Regions from separate parts of the Gossypium arboreum genome. Here region 2 is linked to region 1. A link is a contact called in public Hi-C data. All regions are on one chromosome and are shown on one strand. Each heading gives the region's core, a stretch centred on a gene start, on an enhancer-like site or on the middle of the called end of the contact. The rest is flanking DNA. Distances are from core to core; before and after follow the strand shown. Region 1 holds the start of LOC108474219 (cellulose synthase-like protein E1). Region 2 holds the start of LOC108470621 (5'-adenylylsulfate reductase-like 5).

What was found. Hi-C and Micro-C count contacts between places; a contact is called where the count stands out from the background.
Region 2: a Hi-C map of leaf shows a contact between it and region 1, with 3 times the contacts expected there. The contact joins the promoter of LOC108470621 here to the promoter of LOC108474219 in region 1. A contact is called at or near these places in 2 of 5 Hi-C or Micro-C datasets (both in leaf).

The regions. Positions count from the first base shown.
Region 1 is chr11:105,863,586-105,868,875 of ASM2569848v2, forward strand. LOC108474219 (cellulose synthase-like protein E1) reads right to left here and starts at 2,574. Exons shown (of 7, transcript XM_053021870.1): 1 at 2,196-2,574; 2 at 1,791-2,100. The coding sequence starts at 2,467.
Region 2 is chr11:106,034,390-106,039,679 of ASM2569848v2, forward strand. LOC108470621 (5'-adenylylsulfate reductase-like 5) reads left to right here and starts at 3,217. Exons shown (of 4, transcript XM_017771981.2): 1 at 3,217-3,848. The coding sequence starts at 3,690.

The DNA of each region.
Region 1 (5,290 bases), core at 1,324-3,823:
ACTATTCAAAGCCTAACTAATTAGAAGTTTATGAAATGAGCAATTTACTTGAAGAATGGTTTGATGATCATGTTTACTTGTAACAAAGTTCCACTCACGAAATCCTTTGTGTTGTTTATAGACTTGTTGTGGAATTTGGTTTAACTTTGTGGTGGTTTCAATCCTCATTTTCATTTCCTCGTATAATCTCTGCATTATTATTGACAAAGAAAAAAACAAAATTTTACATCAAATGTAGGTGCAAATAATTATATATTTAAAATTTGACATTAATTCAAAAAATATTTAAAATAGAAAAATTGATTACATGAATTTTTAAAAGTATTCATAGATATAAGTATTGTACAAATTACAAATAATATAATGTTGAATCAAATAGAAATATTATCAACTCAATATCTCGAAATAAAAATACATATATTTATAATTTATGTTTATTAGTATTATTATAAATATTGCTCGGTCCCTATTGTGCTGGAAAAGATTTTCAATGATATAAGCATAGAAGTCAAAAAGGAGGGGAAATAGCATGTATAAGTAACATATTATTGTGCCACATACCCAATTTTTTGGGGGAAGAAAATAAAAGAATGTAATTTTCTTTTAAACCTTAAACAAATTATTTTTTATTAACTAGCATGAGACAAAATGCTTAATTTCAAAAACAAACTTCTCTGTTTGGAAATAAAAATAATAAAATTAAGCTGGCCTGATTTTTATAATTATATCAACAACAATGCTCTGGTCCTACCAGTTTTTGGAAAAAAAAAGTTAGAAATCAATCGATTAAAAGTTAAATGGTGGATTTAAATTGTTGGATAAGTTAATTTAATAATTAATAAAATTTTACATTTCAGTTAATAATGGATTTTAAATAAAATTAAGAAAAATTAAAGTATAAATGAAATCTAATCCCTTACCAAAATATTTGAAAAATTAGTAAAATAATCTAAATTGATTTTTTTATCAAATTTAATATACTGGTTCTCTTTCTTTTAAGTAATATATTGGATTCATTAAACCTTCAATTTTAGATATCATATTAAATTAGAGTTAATTATATCAGACATCTCTAAATTATAATACTCATTTTAAATTAGTTTTCAAATGTCAATATATTCTAATTACATCATTAATTTATTAATGTTATATGAATCAGGTTTTTCATTATTGAAATTATTAGATACATAAAATCTTATGCGACATAATTAAAAATAAAAAAATAAAAAAAAATAAAATGTGGCCTCATAATTTTAAAATTAAAACTAAAAATAAAATAAAATTTAAATCAGAGAGCGAGAGAGAAAAATGATAATTTCTATAAAAGATTTAAAAATATTAGTTTTTCATTTTAATTTATGTCAGAAGATTTAACATTTTATTTAACGGTTAAATTAGCGATTTCAGTAATAAAATAATCTTATTTATATAATATTAATAATTTATCGATGTAATTAAAATGTTTTAGAATTTGATAAAAATCAAACAGGTCGAAATCATCCAACGAATGGTCTAGATATTTCAAGCATTGATTTAAGCGAAAATGTGGATAAAAAACCAAATGGGACCGAGCTGCTAAGGCTGAGGATACGTATGGTGCTTTTACTAGTCTATTTTTAGAGACGTGTGTCATCATCAATGATAATGCAGAAATGCACCCAATATAAATCTTATCAAGATTTTTTAACCCCACATAAAAAATTGCACTTAACCAAAAAAGCAAAAAGAAAAATAATAATTGCACTTAGAAGCAAACATTCGAACAACTTGCATGATTGATTTAAAATTACCTTAACTGAAGGCCATTCTTCGACATTGAGTGGTTCAGAAGCTGTCCTAAAGTAAGCCTCAGGAGACATGGGTTCCACTTTGAACTTCTTGCAGAAAGGCAGCCATGTCTTTGAGAAATTTGCAGCCTCTAACATGGCATAAAACGTTAAATTCGATCCTCCATCATCTGATAAATATACGCTTAACTTTTCAGGTGGATAATCATATGCCATCATAGATAGAACTGTGTTCACCACCATGCTCGGTGGCTCTAACAACGGATCCGCCGTGCACACAAATATGTCGATGCCCGGTAGTTCTTTTCCGAACCTTTCCAAGATTGAAAGTAATGAATTCAACGTAAATGGTCAATTATGAAATATGAAACAAACCGGGATGAAAACATAAATAAGATATGTATGTACCTTTGAGAGAGCCTGTGTATGAATGGAATACGGATGACAGCGTTCCATCTACAAACAGTGGTGAGAAGCCAATAAAATGAGAACCATAGCTCAGAAAGAAACAAGCCAATCCAAGTCCACCTCTCAGCTTTTCCTCCAATTGAGAAATACCTAATTCTATACATAACAATGAAGCAGATGCCAAGCAAGATTGAAGCTGCGATGCACCTGAACAGTATTCGTCCCTTAACTTGCCTTGTTTCGAACAGTGGAACATATTCATTTTCTGCCATTTCTCTCTCTCACACACACAGCTGAGCATCGATGTATTTGTTTATGGATTGAATTAATGATAAGCTCGGCTTTTACTTTTCAAAAGAAACAAAAAGGAGGAAGTATCTTCTAATGAATATGGGATCATGGGCCCATAATAAAGGTAGTCCAATAAATTCGATGTGAATTACAGTGGTAAACTTGTGTAAATTTTAAATTGATTAACATAAAATCTAAGGTTTAATCCCTGTAATTATAAATCCACATAAAATTAATTACAACAGTCATGGTCCCACAAAAATTTGAAAATTTTTTATTAAGCATTGCAAGATTAAATCAAAATGTTTTTAAATTATCTTTCAGAAATTCATAATAATATCTTTTTTTTCTTTAGACATACTAAGGGTTGAAGTTAACTAGCTCTGGTTTTCATGAATAATTTGATTTTAGTTTGATAAAACTTAAATGGTTTGATGTGAATATTTGTATGAGTTCTCATGGTACTAAACTGCTCTTTGTTTTTCTGAATTGACATGTAAATGTCATTCACATTTCTTCTAAATGCATTATATATCTTGCATATGATGTAAATCTTAGTTTAAAGGTAAGTATATAAGGTTTTATCCTTATTGTCTCACTAAGCTTTATGCTTAACGTGTCGTCGTTTTTATGCATAGGTCTTCCGAACTAAGGCTCGGTGTTTCTTGAGGATCACAAGCATACACCATTGTTTTCATTTGAAGAGTATGAAACCTTTGTATTTGTCATTAATAACTAATGACATGTACTGAAGAAGTCATTTAGGGGTGCATACATGATTGTTTCATATTACTTGTAATGGGGTATTAACCATATCTACTTTGGTTGGCCTTGAGCAACATGCTATATATACTTTGAATGTATCAATGCGTGCTTTGATTTTCCGTACTTTAGTTTGGTCATTGAATGGTTTTATATAAGTTTATTATGCTAGATTAACAACTTGAATGTTTTGACTTGTTTTGCCTCTTTTTTATTATGTTTTATGAACAAAGTTATCATGCTTTTAGTTACTTTTCGAATATGGTTTATAGAAATCTAGTTTGGAGGTGTTTTGGAAGTCGTTTTTGGCTACTAGAATGTGAGTTTTAAGTTACTTAAGTTTGGCCTTTGATATGGTGAAGTTTGGGGTTGAAAGAGGGGAGTTTTAGTGTAACGACTCGAAAGTTAGTGATGTCGAAAAATACGATTTCGGAACTCCATTTTTGGTAAGAGAGTTCTTAAATATTATTATTTAATATTTATGAGATTAGTATTAAAGTTTCATTAAAGTTTGGTCCATTAATTTTGTTAATCAAATAGCTAATTAAGGTACAAGGACTAAATTGTAAAGTGGTAAAAATTAATCGCTATGAATTTTTATTTAATTGAAGAACCAATTGAGTAAATAGACCATTAGAATATGGAAAATGGTGGTGGGTAGGGGTGAGCGTTCGATCGAATCAAATCGAGTGAAAAAAACTCGAGTTAACGAGTCCTATTTTATCATCTTAACTTCGTTTGAATTTTTTTCGAATCAAGTTGAGTGGAGTTGTTCGAGTTAAGCTAAAAATTAAACATGTCAAATTAAAATCTTGTTACAGTATAACTAATCTCATGTTAGAGCACATAAATTTGAAATCATATATATTTAATAACTTTTTCAAAAAAAAAAACTTTAGTATGATAAACATGAATCATTAATTAACTTATTTCAGGTCCCCAAAATTATTATTATAATTTTTAATTTTTAATTTTCTTTATATATATTTTAGAATCTTTTATATTTTTTAAAAATATAAATTTTGAAATTTTATAAATATTTTGAAATTTAAAATTATTTTAAATTTTTTGTAATTCCTTTTGAGAGATAGACCAATTTGCTCATTTTCAAACTTGATAGGGACCAAAAGAGTATTTACACCAATTTTTTATTCGAATTGTAAACTTCAACACAATTCAAACTCGAAAGTAGAATTACTTATTCAAGTTGACTCAAATAATTTAAATAACTCGATTTAGTTAACTCGAAATTCAATTTTTTTTCCAAATCAAACCGAGTTTTTCTCACCCCTAATGATAGGTAATGATTGGAATCCACCAACTCTGATTAAGCATGTTGGTGTCAATTTAATTAATGTTTTAATTAATTATAATTAATTTAGTATAATTAAAGTATACAAAGAAAAAAGTGCTTATCATCTTTATTTCTCTTTCTTCTTCACCGTATACACACCAAAGAAAACCTAAAGGAAGCCATTTAAGCTTCAAGACATTTGGCTTTTTATTATCAGGTAAGTTTTAAATTTGTCTATTGTAATTTTTTATATTTTTGATATCCTAATAGCTTGATTTAACTAGTTTGTGTATCAATTTGTAAAACTATTAAAGTTTTAAAAAGTTTCCATTGTTGATTTCTTGATTTTTTTTTTTTGGTGTCAAATTATTAGATTTTAATCTTAGATATGAAAAATGACTAATTTGGAAAGTAAAAATTATTAGTTTTGAACATATGGATTAAAATGTAAATAATTCAAAATTGGTATGAAATTTCTATAATTATGGACAATTGATGGTCTTAGAAGGATGTAATTGAGATCAATTTCAAATTTGAAGATCAAATTTTAAAGTTATGGAAATTTTGATTTTAGGGACTAAATTGAATAAATTGTAAAATTTAAGAGCATTCAAAAATAAAATTGAACTGATATATACATATAATAGGATAATGTAAGATATTCGAACTGATAAATTGAATTGAATTATTATATAGATAAAAAAATTGGACCAAATCGTAATTAATGAGGAAAAGACAAAATTAATGA
Region 2 (5,290 bases), core at 1,967-4,466, 170 kb after region 1:
TATTTGTATTCTGTTTTTAGTTACGTGTCGAACTTACACTGAGCTCGTGTGGCTTACTGCCTTAGTGTTTCCCCTTTTAGGTACACTTTTGTTTTCTATATCTTGGACTCGGTATGTCGAAGGTCTCGAAAACGTCACTTTATTTAATCTGGTTAACAAAGTATTTTCTGTAAATCTAAGTTTTATGTAAACGGTTTTGGACTGTAGGTTCTGTTTTAAATACCGTGGTATGAAATTCTCTGTTAAATGCAAGTAGATGTTACTTGGTTTGAACAATTGTATTTTGGAATATCGAAATTTGATAACTGAAAATTTTTACGTAACCTAAATACAGTAATATTTTTCGGGTTGTTTTGTAAAACTTTCCTACGATCACTTCAGTGATCAATGTAACCTCCAACATTTGGTCCAAACTTCTAGGCCAGGTTTTGGGGCGTTACAAGACACCTCATCCCGAACTAAGTTGCCCGACTTTCGTTAAGTATATTAGCTTAGGAGCCACCTTAAATATACCATATTTCGAGATTTAATGGCATTAGAAGACCCCAATCAACCTTAGTATGAATGCCTAAGCGAATTGTTATCTTTTAACCTCACTAGAAGAGTTATCAAGATGTGAGAAATTGTCTTTTAACCATTTCATTTCTATCCAGTTAATACTAAACTTGTTTGACACCTTGCTTAATAATTGGTGCCAAATTGCGCTTCAATTGCCAATGCGCACTACCCCTATAATGATTGGCCCATCAATTGGTAAACCAAGTTGTAATACTATATCCTCGAGTGTAATTATACATTCACTGCACGGAAGATGGAATATGTGTGTCTCAGGTCTCTATCTTTCCAACAAAATGCTGATAAGTGTGGGCTCCAATTTAGCCTCACCGAGCATATGACACACATGCAAGAATTTTGCCTCTTTCAAGTGTTGGTCAATACAGGCGGTGGCTTCGCACTTAAATTGTGTATATATGTCTCGATAATTCAATCTTTGGTCTAATTATATAAACATAAAAATTTTTAAAAATAATATTAACTTAATAATTATATTACAAAAATTAAATAATATTTTCTTACCATTTGTAATTGGACGCTAGAAATATGGTTGTGATCCAAATGAATTAGAGGCATTGACATTTTAAATTTTTTAAGTTATGAAAATCAAATAAAACTCAAAGAAATTACAAAATAGAAAATTGAGAGAAGAAGAATTGAATGAAAAAATTAAGAATAAAATAGTTGAGAGAATATATTAATAGGATTGAGAGAACTGAAAAATATGGTTGAAAGAAAAAAAAGAAATAGGCAAGATATATTAAAAAAAAAGAAAATAACCGTTGGAGGGAAAAAAACCATTACCCTTATTAAAAAAAAGTTAACGTTGATTTCTAGCCATGGTCCAATGGATTACAAATAATTTTCTTTTAAAATGGAGCTATTTTTTAAATTTTAAAAATGTATTTAAATCCTTACATTTTTTCAAATTTTGGTAAATTATAAAAATATGATAAAGTTTAAATAATAATATGATTAACATAACTTGAACCCGACTATATTTAGAATGGTGAATATCTTTAACTATCAAACCATCATATGTGGTTTAATTTTTCTAACTTTGATCCACTTTTTAATACAATTTAAAATAATAATTACAGATAACATTTAATGCAATTAAATCGTACCTTATCTTAAACACCTTTGCCTAAACCCTAATTGTAAGGCTCCTATTCCTATATGTACTCGTTACGCCCATACCACTAGGGGTGTTCAGTCGATTAACCGACTCGAAATAACATTAACCGAATTAACTGACCATTCAGAATTTTTAACCGTTAACCGAAATGAAATTTTTTCAAAAAAATTAACCGAACCTAAATTTTTCTGTTAATTCGGTCAGTTAACCGAATTAACCGAAAATTATATGTTTTTTAATTTTTGGTTAAAATAAGTATAAAATTAATCGAGTTAACCGAATTACCCGAATTACCCGAATTAATCGAATTAACCGAATTATTTGTATAAAATTATATGTTTTTTATTTTTATTTTTAGTTTTAGATTTATATTTTTATTTATTGAATTATTTGTAATTTTTATGATTGGGTTGGATAATTGGGTTGGGTTGGATACTTGGGTTAATATATATTAGATTGAGTATTTAGGTTTACATTAGATTGGGTTTGAGTAAATAGTTGACTATTTATATATTATAATTTTATTTATTAATTTTTCGGTTAAACCGAAAAAAAATCGATTAACTGACAGGTTTCGATCCGAATTAACCGTTAACTGAAAGCTCAAAAAATTATTAACCGACCCTCAACTGAATTAATTCGATTAACCGACCGATTAACCGACCGATTAACCTAATTCGACCGGTTAATCGAATTTTTCAGTTTTACCCGAATTTTGCACACCTCTACATACCACCCTGTAAAAGTTTACATAAATTTTAAATAATTTGTATCGACCGACAGAATTATTATTTCTTATTTTATTTTTTCAGGTAGAAAGCCCTCATAATCATTCATCATCATCAGCTCTATTATAATTTTCTCATTGAAGCGTTTAAAATTTCCTCTACAATATGACTTCAATGTAGTAATTTAATTTCTATGCATCATAATAAATTTACAAATTTAGTCAAATATGTCTTTCTTTTCTCAAATGTCCAGTATATTATATCGATTCACTTTGGAATAATTATTTTCAATTCTTTTATTACCAATATTATTGTCAATCACTATGAACAATAATTAATATAATTACCTATTCTTTTCTAACTCATAAATAGGAAGATAGTGTATTTCACCACTCGAACCCACATCTTCTTGTATTAATTACAATGCCAATATCAATCAAACTAACACCCAATCAATTCTCAATGAATTTTTAGATAATATGTTATCATATTTCTTAATTTGTAGTTAATTTAACTTTATATTAAATATTGACATAATACAAACAGTAAATCATTTAGAAATTTAATAATTATATTATTTTAAATTTGCTTTGTAAATAATCTGAAATGTTACAAATTTTATAAAAATATTTAAAATAAATATAATATATTTTAATTGATATATGGTAAGATTATTGAATTACCCAAAAATATTAATAGATCATGATGTTTTAGTAGCTTGATATAATAAATTGTTGCTTATAGTAATATACCAAGAAGTATATGTGTGTATGTAAAATAAAAAGGGCTTAAAGCCCAAAAATTAGACCTGCCTTGCCCATCACTCGTACTTTCTTCTTTGTTTTTTTTTTTTTTAGCTAAGCAAATGCCCTTTACACCCACGCAGACACATACCCGAGGCACGGCTCTTAATCCAACATCATCAACGACAACCAACTCATATAAATAAGCTTTACATTCAACTGTTTACATCTTAAATTCCGAAGCCTACAATACTTTCCCAAAAGCAGAGCAATTTTTAGACCCTTCGAAGAAAAAGAACCAAATTAGCAGCCAAGCCAGTGATTATATTAGATTTTACCCATTTCCAAGAAAATAGCCCACACCCACCTGCTTCCCCTCCCGTTCCCCCTAATTTAATCTATATCTTTCTTTATTTTTTATTCTTTTCTGGGTTTCAGTTTTGCCCCCCTTTTTTTCTGGTTGTTGTTGTTGTTGTGAACTCTCTCTCTCTTTTCTTTTTTTGGTTTTATAAATTATTTCCAGAAATGGGTTCTTCTTCTGTTAATTTGTTTTTCTATATCATATCTATATGTTTAATACGCTGCGTTTGGAGTTCTTCTGTTTGCTCTGATGAAACTGATGTGTTCATTAAATATCTTCATTTTCAATGTTCTCCTTCGTTTTCTCCGATTCCCCCTCTCAAGGTACGTGTTTTAGCTTAATCTTGGTGGAAATTTTATTTCATAATTGAGATTGATCTGTTAATTGGTTTAGGAAAATGGGTTCTTGAGATTTAATTTATTTTTTATTGGAATGTTTTATTATTATTTTTTTGTTTGATTTTGGATTCTTGGTATTTATGATTTTGCATAATCATGTTAAAAGAAGGCAAATTCTAGGAAATTATGAGTTTTTAGCCTGAAGGATTAGGGTATTTTTATGGAATTTTCATGGCTGTAAAATTGTGAAGAATCAGAATAAAGGTTTTATTGCATTATGGGGGTATTGGATTCTTACATTATACTTTAATTTGAATTCTGAAAAAAAAATTAAATAAGGAAGATAGAAATAAAGTTGCAAAAATTATTAGCCATTCATTATTTAATATCAGTCAGTCTTGTTTAAGACTTCTGAATAGATTTATTCTCTTCTGGAACATTTGGACTGGAATGGCATTTTTATGTATTCCCAAGCAAAGATAACATAATTTTTTAAGGCTACATGAGCTACAAGGAAAGTACTGGAGATGCAGCTTAGGATCTTCTATTTCAGGTTTTAAGCCTTATGCAAATCAGCTGAAACATAAGCCGAATTAGTGAAATATGTTATATGTTTTCTAAAGCATTAATTGAATCTATGAAATATTAATAGTGTTAGCTTTATTGACATAATTATAGGTGTATGGTGGCAGGATTAAGTTGATTAGTTTGTGGCTGAAAAAGGATCTATATGTCTAAATGATGGAGGATGTAAATTTTGTATCGTTTGATGTTTTGATCCTTTTTTAAGGGGAGGCTGATTCAATCAGACGAAGTCTGCACCATGTCGTCGGTCGGGAGCCTGCGGACCCTTCAACAACTCCAGTATTGTCCTCAGTGGATTTTTTTTTCTTTCGACTGTACTGTGCTTGAAGAGGCAGTGGGTTCGCAGAGTAGGAGCTCCTCACAGGTGCTTGAGAAGAAGAACCATGTGCATTAGTGTGCCTTCTTAGGCACCTGATAAGGCTCTCTCACTCCATGGACTCGGCACCTCCTCAGGCACAACAGGGTTGGGAGACAAAACTCCCCACCAGGGACAATACCAACCTGTTGAGGGGTCCACCAGCCTTGGATAGATGACACCTCGTAGACTTCTCCTAAAGGAGTCGGAAACCCCTCAACAATCTCTGAATTTCATCTAGTAATAAATGAGCCAAAATATACAACTAAGTAAATATCCCAATCTCTCATCAGAAAGTTTTTGTGCTTTATGTAAGGTATAGACCTACCATATCAGTAGGTGTAAGGATCATCAAATCCATAGTTAAGGCTTTGTTTTCAAATTGCTGGTTTTAGAAGATATGCATATATATATTTGTCCATAGTTGAAATCATAGTCTATGCATCCTCTTTTTACACCTTTCATACCTAATAGTAGAAAAAGCTAG